2 separate regions of the Mus musculus genome follow, and region 1 is linked to region 2. Evidence: chromatin contacts called from public HiChIP or PLAC-seq data. All regions are on one chromosome and are shown on one strand. Each heading gives the region's core, a stretch centred on a gene start, on an enhancer-like site or on the middle of the called end of the contact. The rest is flanking DNA. Distances are from core to core; before and after follow the strand shown. Region 1 overlaps Gm33116 (a long non-coding RNA gene). Region 2 has its middle 81 kb from the start of Gm40948.

What was found. HiChIP or PLAC-seq counts read pairs in DNA pulled down with a chosen protein or histone mark.
Region 1: a contact with region 2 is called in an H3K27ac HiChIP or PLAC-seq map of embryonic fibroblasts, with 17 read pairs. The contact joins two enhancer-like sites. A contact is called at or near these places in 2 of 15 datasets of contacts at CTCF or cohesin (the NIH/3T3 cell line and large pre-B cells), 2 of 484 Hi-C or Micro-C datasets (bone marrow-derived macrophages and embryonic fibroblasts), 2 of 115 datasets of contacts at active chromatin or transcription factors (embryonic fibroblasts and pancreatic cancer cells) and 1 of 9 other capture datasets (embryonic stem cells).

Annotation. Positions count from the first base shown.
Region 1 is chr13:52,239,700-52,243,951 of GRCm38.p6, forward strand. All of the region lies in intron 3 of Gm33116 (a long non-coding RNA gene), which reads left to right. Among named protein-coding and RNA genes, the nearest start is that of Gm33116, 8.0 kb to the left of the region's middle. Within about 2 kb of position 2,257, at least 27 of the 459 cell types and tissues checked have an H3K27ac peak or open chromatin away from gene starts, as enhancers often do. A contact at or near this core is called in embryonic fibroblasts and pancreatic cancer cells, where this site is marked.
Region 2 is chr13:52,000,703-52,004,640 of GRCm38.p6, forward strand. No RefSeq gene overlaps it. Among named protein-coding and RNA genes, the nearest start is that of Gm40948, 81 kb to the right of the region's middle. Within about 2 kb of position 1,294, at least 48 of the 459 cell types and tissues checked have an H3K27ac peak or open chromatin away from gene starts, as enhancers often do. A contact at or near this core is called in embryonic fibroblasts and pancreatic cancer cells, where this site is marked.

The DNA.
Region 1 (4,252 bases), core at 1,007-3,506, 240 kb after region 2:
CCCTTGGTGTGCTGGTTAGTTTTTGTCAACTTGACATAAACTAGAGTTTCCTGAGAAAAGGAAAGTTCAATTGAGAAATTTCCTCCATCAGATTGGCTTGTGGACAAGTCTGTAAGGGCATTTTCTTGGCTGATGATTAATGTAGTATTGAGTCATATAAGAAAGCAAACTTAGCAAGCTATTATGCAGCATTTCTTCTTGGTTTCTGCCTTTAGATTCATGCCCTTGGGACAAGGGGCTATGATGTGGAAATGTAAGATGAAATAAATCCTTTCCTCCCCAAGGTGAATTTAGTCAGGTTGTTTTTTTGTTTGTTTGTTTGTTTGTTTTGTTTTTTTCATATCAGCAAAGAGAAGCACACTGGACACTTGGATTCTTAGTACCAAGGTTTTGGATTTGATAGTGTAATTTTGATACATGTCTAAGCTACAGAACAGAGTAAAGCAAGAGGATTTTCAATGTCCTATGTGACTTGTTCCTATACATTAAGAGACAACTTGGGCCGGGCGTGGTGGCACACACCTTTAATCCCAGCACTCAGGAGGCAGAGGCAGGTGGATTTCTGAGTTTGAGGCCAGCCTGGTCTACAAAGTGAGTTCCAGAACAGCCAGGGCTATACAGAGAAATCCTGTCTCGGGGGGGAAAAAAAAGACAAATTGAGCCCATGCCCTTCTATAGTGGGGGAAGGACAACAAGCTTGCCTAGTCTTCCTCGGGCATAATTCTTCACTGTTTGCCATGTGGTGTTTTCTCTTCAGTGCTGACCACTGTTTCCATTGACCACATAAATAGTAAGCTGGGGTCTAAAAAAAGCAATGCACATAAAAAGTCACCGAATTGCTTGTTGAATCTGGAACATTCCTGCTGATAGATGTGAAAGCTTTTTCCCACTGCAGCTAGGTGCAGGAATTCAAAAATAGAATGTATTCAATTTGACATTGTTTAGTGTACTCTAAAAATTCTCTTGAAAAAGATGTCTTTGGGCGTGCATCTGTGAGTACACAATAAACTTCAAAAAAGGACAATATTTCCCAGGAAATCAAAATAGACATGTTTGTCATTGTTGCTATTTATTCATGTTGGAAATCTGTCCCTCTTTATCTGTGATTATGTAACATCCCAATCTAGGCTTCCAAATGCCTATGGCAGGCCCGGTCTCTCTCTCTCTCTCTCTCTCTCTCTCTCTCTCTCTCTCTCTCTCTCTCTGTGTGTGTGTGTGTGTGTCTGTCTGTCTGTTTGTCTGTCTCTCTTTCCCTTGTTCCAGAGATCCACATCAGAAGCACCCCCTCCGCTGGCAGGGGGTCTGAGATATTGCTGACCGCTCTCTATTTTGATTGGTTAGCTATGGACCTTCATTGGGCACTCTGGGCCACTGAGTATGTATATCTTCATTCCTCAAGCTACATATTCTAGAGACATGAAGGGTTTCAGAAGATATGGAATTTAGACAATACTCCAAGAGTGATATAATCTGGGATGTGGAGAAGAGAGCCACATGTGAACAGGTGTGATATAAAATCTCAGAGGTGTTGATGACCAGACAGTTTGCCAGCAAAGCCATGAAGGCTACTTACTTCATGGGGTACAGTGTTTGGAGAGGGTGAACTTCGACTTGTGGAAGTGGGGAAGTCTTCTGAGAGCCATATCTAAAAGTAAAATGGCTCAAGTCTGGAAGTAAAAGAAGCCAGCATCTCAGGTGATGACCACTCAGGCACACCCAGGGTATTGAGAGTTGGTGGCACTCAGGATTAATTCAGCAGAAAAGGTCTGGTTGGATGCCCAGATATAAAATCATAGGAGAGAACGGGGTTTAGCTGTGTCTTGTAAGTGTTCTATTGCTGTGATGAGATGTCATAGCCATGGTGACTTTTAGAGAAGAAATAATTAACTGGAGCTTGCTTACAATTTCAGAGATTCATTCTATTTTCACTATAGTAGGAAACATGGCAGTAGGCAGGCTGATGCTGAGGAAGACCTGAGAATTCTAAACCAGGCTCTCCTCAGGCAGAGGAGGAGATTGGCAAGAGAGAGAGAGAGAGAGAGAGAGAGAGAGAGAGAGAGAGAGAGAGAGAGACAGAGACAGAGACAGAGACAGAGACAGAGAGAAAGGCAGAGAGAAAGACAGAGAGACAGAAACAGAGACTGGATCTGGCTTGGGCTTTTAAAACCTCTAAACCAATCTCCAGGACAACAATGCTGTACCTACTCCAACAAAGGCTCTATCTCCTAATCCCTCCTGAGTAGTTCCACACCCTAATGACTAAGCATTCAAACACTCTGGGGGACATCCTTATTCAAACCACCACATTCCACTCCCTTCCCCCATAGGCTCGTAGTCATATCATAATGCAAAAAAAAAAAAAAAAATACATTCAGCCCAACTTCAAAAGTCCCTTTAATCTATAACAGCCTTAACCCTGTTTAAAAGTTCAAAGATGAAAGTCTCTTCTGACATACAATGACACAGGATGTATTATCATTCCAAAAGGGAGGACAGGAAGCATAATAAGATAATGACAGAAACAAAACTGAGAGCCTGCTGGTAAAACTGCAAATTCAGCCTTTTCTTGTCTGATGTCAACTCACTCTTCAGATCTCCAACTCCTTTCAGCTTTGTTGACTACAACACATGTTTCTCTCTTGGGAACAGTTCTATTTCCTGTTAACGGCTCTCCTCAACAGATATCTCATGGCTCTGGCATCTGCAGCATCTTGGTGTCTCTAACCAAATCCAGACTTCACCTTCACAACTTCACAGAATGGCCTTTCTGGCTCTCCATGCATGGATAGCCCTGACACATGCCTGGCCTCAGTAGCTGTCTATAGCCATGGAAACACCTTTCTTATGTCCTTTACTCTACAGCTAGAACCACATGTCCAAAGCTGTCAAGTTGTTCTGCTTGCCCAGAGGTCACTACTCCCTTGAATCCTTTTAGCACCAGGCTTTCCTTGAAACTTCTTATCTCCTTGAGCTTACTTGACCCATTACTCGACCTAGTGCTCCCTTTCTCCTCAAACTCTACATATTTTTATTTTTTTTTTCTTGCTCAGCTAGCTCCTTTATTATATCTGCATAAGACTGGCCGTTATTAACCACATGACAGAGTCAATACGAGGCTGTCTTGAAATCTCCTCTGCCAATGACATTAATCCAAAACTCTTTAATTTGGCTTCAGGCAGATTTTTTGGAGAAGGGCAGAAAGTAGCTATGTTCATTACCAAAATATTACAAGAACAGCCTCTAAATCACTTACTAGTATTTTTCTCCTTTAGAACCTCTTTAACTGGGCCATAACAATCTAGATTTCTCTCAGCACCCCTGTCTTCCACATTCTGACTAGTACAGCTTATTAAGCCCCACTTAAAGCATTCAACTGCTTTCCTAACCCAAAGTCCCAAACTCCACACTTTGCCACCAGCAGCATGGTCAGGCTTGTCATAGCAATAACTGACAACTGATATCAACTTCTGTCTTAGTGTTCTATTGCTGTAAAAAAGCACCATGATTATAGCAACTCTTATAAAAGAAAGCATTTAATTGGAGCTGGCTTACAGTTTCAGAGATTTAATCCATTTTCAACATGATGGGAAGAATGGTGGCACACAGGCAGACATGGTGTTTGAGAAGTAGCTGAGAGTTCTACATCCAGATCTACAGACATCAGGAAGAGAGAGAGAGAGAGAGAGAGAGAGAGAGAGAGAGAGAGAGAGAGAGAGAGCAAGCCAGCCACTGGGCCTGGCTTCAGCTTTTGAAACCTCAAAGTCCACCTCCCAGTAACACACTTCCTCCACGAGGCCACACCTACTCCAACAAGGCCACACCTCCTAATCTCTCTCAAGTAGTTCTACTCAGTGATGACTAAGCATTCAAACATATGAGTCTATGGGGTGGGGGCAGTCATTCTTATTCAACCACCATAGGCTGGATTCCATTAATGAGGCTTCAAAGTGAAGAAATGAGAAGGCTGTATGAGTCAATAGATTGGGGTAGGAAACAAAAGAATAAAGGAAATCACAGGATACATGAAGAACAGATCCATAGAGGTAAGCTAGTGTATACAATCACCAAGAGTACGTTGAGCAGATAGGATTGCAAGTGTGTACATGGGCTAAGCCTGCAGGTGGGTTCATGGGCTATGCCTGCAGGTGGGTTCATGGGCTATGCCTGCAGGTGGGTGCATGGGCTATGGCTGCAGGTGGGTGCGTGGGCTATGCCTGCAATTGGGTGCATGGGCTATGCCTTTGGGAATACT
Region 2 (3,938 bases), core at 44-2,543:
AAACGTGGAACACATATCCAAGAAACATGACCATGGCAGGTGTGTGAGGGACTCTCAGCCTTTGCACAAACACTCTGACTCTTTTAGGTTGCGGATATAGAGGTATAGTCTCTGTATGGGTGAGTGTGTGCATGCACGTGCATGTGCATGCGTGTGTGTATATGTGTGTGTGTGTGTAGGTCAGAGGTCAATCTCAGGCATAATTCCTCAGGACACTGTCCACCTTGGTTTTTGAGACAGGGTTTCTCACAGGCCTGGAACTTGCTGATTGGGCTAGGCTGGGTGGCCCCACGAACTCTGGAGAGGCCCCACTCACCACCTCTGCAGCACTGGGGTTACACGTGGACAGAGCCACACTTGGCTTTTTAGCACAGGTTCTGGGGATTGAACGTAGGTCCTTGTGTTTTCGTGGCAAGCGCTTTATAGACCCTGGAGACACTGTTTAGTCTCAGCTATCTAGAATGATGGATGACCGGGAGTACCCCATGTATCACACCTTTAGATGCAGGCTCTCCTGGTTGTTGTGAGATCCTATGGGGAACCTGATACGAGCAGATAGGAGGTGATACGATGCATGGGAGAGCCTTGGCACAGAGACGTTTCAGACGTTGCTCTAGTGAAGGGAGGGCTCAGCTTCTAGTCTTACCCCTGAGGCATAGCACTGACTCTGTAACGACTGCATCATGAACGTCCCACGGAGGACCAAACATAAAGGGCTTGTCCCTTCACTGATGGGACCTTTGGAAGGTTGGAGGAGGGTTCAGGAGGCAGGGCCTGGTAGAGGGACATTAGGTCACTGGGGCTGTGACTCCGATGTCTTCTTGATCTTCCCTTTGATTATCGAATGCCATAAGGTAAGTGGCCTCTGTGAATTTCTGGGTGTGATGAGCCACTCTGCCACGGGTCCTGGCACAGCAGGGCCAGCCTACTGTGAACCGAAGACTGTGAAACCAGATGTCAAAACAAACTTTCCCTACTCTGTTGAATTTCTCAAATATTTTTTCATAGCCAGGAAACACGACCAGTCTATTATTTCCCTTTAGCTCCATGCAGAGGTTTTTCTAGATTATTCCGGGCATCCTGTTGCAAGTTGGCTATAAGGAGTCAGAGAAACTGAGCAAAGCATTTGGCTTGGAGTAGGTCCACGTGTGCTTTTTTATCTCCAAAACGTTTGAACTACCATCTATGGAAGCCACTTTCCCTAACCATCAAAGACTCTTAGGAGCTGGCCCTTCCAACCCCCCGGGATCTCTCTGGTCCACATCTGTGACTCATAAATACGAGGAACGAGCTTGGTTAGTTTGACACGTTCTTGTAGTGAGTCAGGGAGTGGAACGAGCAACCGGTTATTTGAAGAGATCACTTACATAGCAAAGTTTTTTGGGAAATCTAAGGGCGATTTTATTGTGCCCAAAAGGAATGAGTTGTAGATTGCCAGCCCGTATATTTAGAAGTGCAGAGGATGGAGGAGGGCGTGGCCGTGACAGGCCTACTGCTCTGAAGACTGGGATGAGAAGGAAGGACAGTGAATGAAGGGCCTGTAAACACACCCTGGGCTCATCCATCAGTGAGCCATGAGCATCTCACTACACTGTTGTGCTCAATACAAGGAGGGTGTCGTTAGGATCCAGGAAAGAACCTGGGAGCTTCGGGGAGTTCCAGGAGGCCTGCCAACTCTGATTGCAGGCTCTCTGGTGGGGACTGGGAGGGGCTGTGCTGCTTTGAAGGGAAACCAACTGTGGCTTGGTACCTCATTTTCTCGGACAGTGTGAGCATCAAACATTGCAAGAAGCTAAGAAGGAACCGCAAGATACAACTGAAACCAGCTACCCCCACCCCAACCCTTGGCAAGCCGGTGGGAGCTTGGAGCCAGATCTGACATGCTTTAGAAAAAGATAAAGTATTTCTTTCATGTCAATGGCTTAGTGACTTGTTTGGGTTTTTCTTTGTGTGTGCACACACTTGCATGCTGGTGTGTATTAAAATTTTGAGTATTTATTTATGTGAGTGTGCTTGTATTTATGTGTGTATATGTGTATGCACATATATATGTGTGTGCATCTGTGTGAATGCATATGTGTATGTGTGTGTGTGTATGAGGCCATGGAACGAATTACCTGTGGATGTCAAAGGCCAATGCTCTGTGAGAAACAATTCTTACCTTCCATTATGTTGGTCCCAGGAATTGAACTCTGGTCATCAGACTTTGCAGCAAACATTTTTATGTGCTGAGTCATCTTGTCAGTACATATTTTGATTCCCTCCCTCCCTCCCTGCCTCCCTTTCTCCCTCCCTCCTTCCTTTCTTCCTTCCTTCCTTCCTTCCTTTCTTTCTTTCTTTCTTTCTTTCTTTCTTTCTTTCTTTCTTTCTTTCTTTCTTTCTTTCTTTCTTATGAAATCTCTAATGGGACTGGAACTCTACCAGTAGGCTAGCTTGTCTGGCCAGAAAGCCCCAGGGATCTGCCTGTCTATGCCTCTCCAGAACTGGGGTTGCAAGAAGATACCACCACACACAGATACATATTTTAATATGAGGATCAGGTCTTTATGATTTCAGGGCAAGCATATTACTAACCGAGCCATCTCCCCTGCCCTGTGACTGTACAGAACGAGGGCTTCCAATTCACCAACTCTATAGTTGGCTGGGAAATTCCCTCAATCCTTTACATGAAGGATGGGGGAAGGGGAGCGAGCTTGTTTCAAGCATGCTCAGTGTCAGCTGCAGCTCCTTTGGGGAGGGCATTTCCCAGCCATTCATGCTGCTACCCAGGGTGTATATAGAGGATGGCTCTAGGGGAGGGATACTGCTTTTTTCTTTACCATTACCAGACATTTCTGCAGCCTAGTGCTACAGTGGCCCCATTAGAGCACAAGGTGAGAGTAGATACCCAAACTGCATCAGAAGGTGTGAGGTGAGATTAGCAAGCATCTACTGTCTGAGCCTCCCTGAGGGGAGGAAGGAAGGCTCCTTTGAGACTCTGAAAATCAAGCATAGCTGTGGAAAAGTGGGAGACCCGTGGAGCCAAATCACACCCACGATGCCATGATTCAGACATGTCTGGGTCACCACGAGATCAATGCTCCCGGCCTGACTCAAGAGGCAAGGGATGGTATGGATTGAATTCCCACACACCCACATACCAAATTTGTCCACAGGAGGGAATTCTGGCCCTGAGGAAGGCTGGGTGGCATGGGAATAGGTGGGCAGTATTTGAAAGCAGTTTGCTCTCATGAGCCCAGTGTTCCACGAGAAGGAGATCCATGTCCCCTGTCCCTCTCCACCATGATTTAAAAAAATAGACACACACACACACACACACACACACACACACACAGTGCAAGGAGTTGTGGTTATTTGGTGACATGGTGTCAGCGGTTTTTCAGAACTGGGCGAGCCTTCCCTGCACAGGAACCAGCTCAAGCTGTGCATGCACGCTATCCATACAGTGCTGCTGTCTCTTTCTGAGGATGTGGCTGCCTTCTGCCTCTGCCTTATCTTTCTTCCCTTCAGTCTTGGTGTCTTCTTTTTGACTTTTCCACAGCCACACAAGGTTGTGGTAACATTGTACAACCTCAGTCTCTGGTCCTCCTCTTGGGCTCCTCTTGGCTGCTTCCTAGTCACACACTGAGTGTGCATGGGGCAGAGGCAAGGCCCCCAGCCTCTCTAGCTTCCTGGCCATGTGGAACATTCATCCGAAAGCAGAGCTCCCTGTGGTTAACATTGTACAGGCCTGAACCTCCCAGGAAAGGCCCCCTCTCCTTTGATGAACAGGTGAATCTCCTTGATCTTCAAGCCTTGTTACCTTCTAGAATACCTTTGATCCTCAAAGCTGCTTTCAAACCAGCCAGCTGGGGGCTAACCGGCAGATACCGGAAGCCTTGATATCTTTCCAAAATGGCTTCAAGGTTGGGCTTCTAAGGGAATGGGGGGCCATTCCC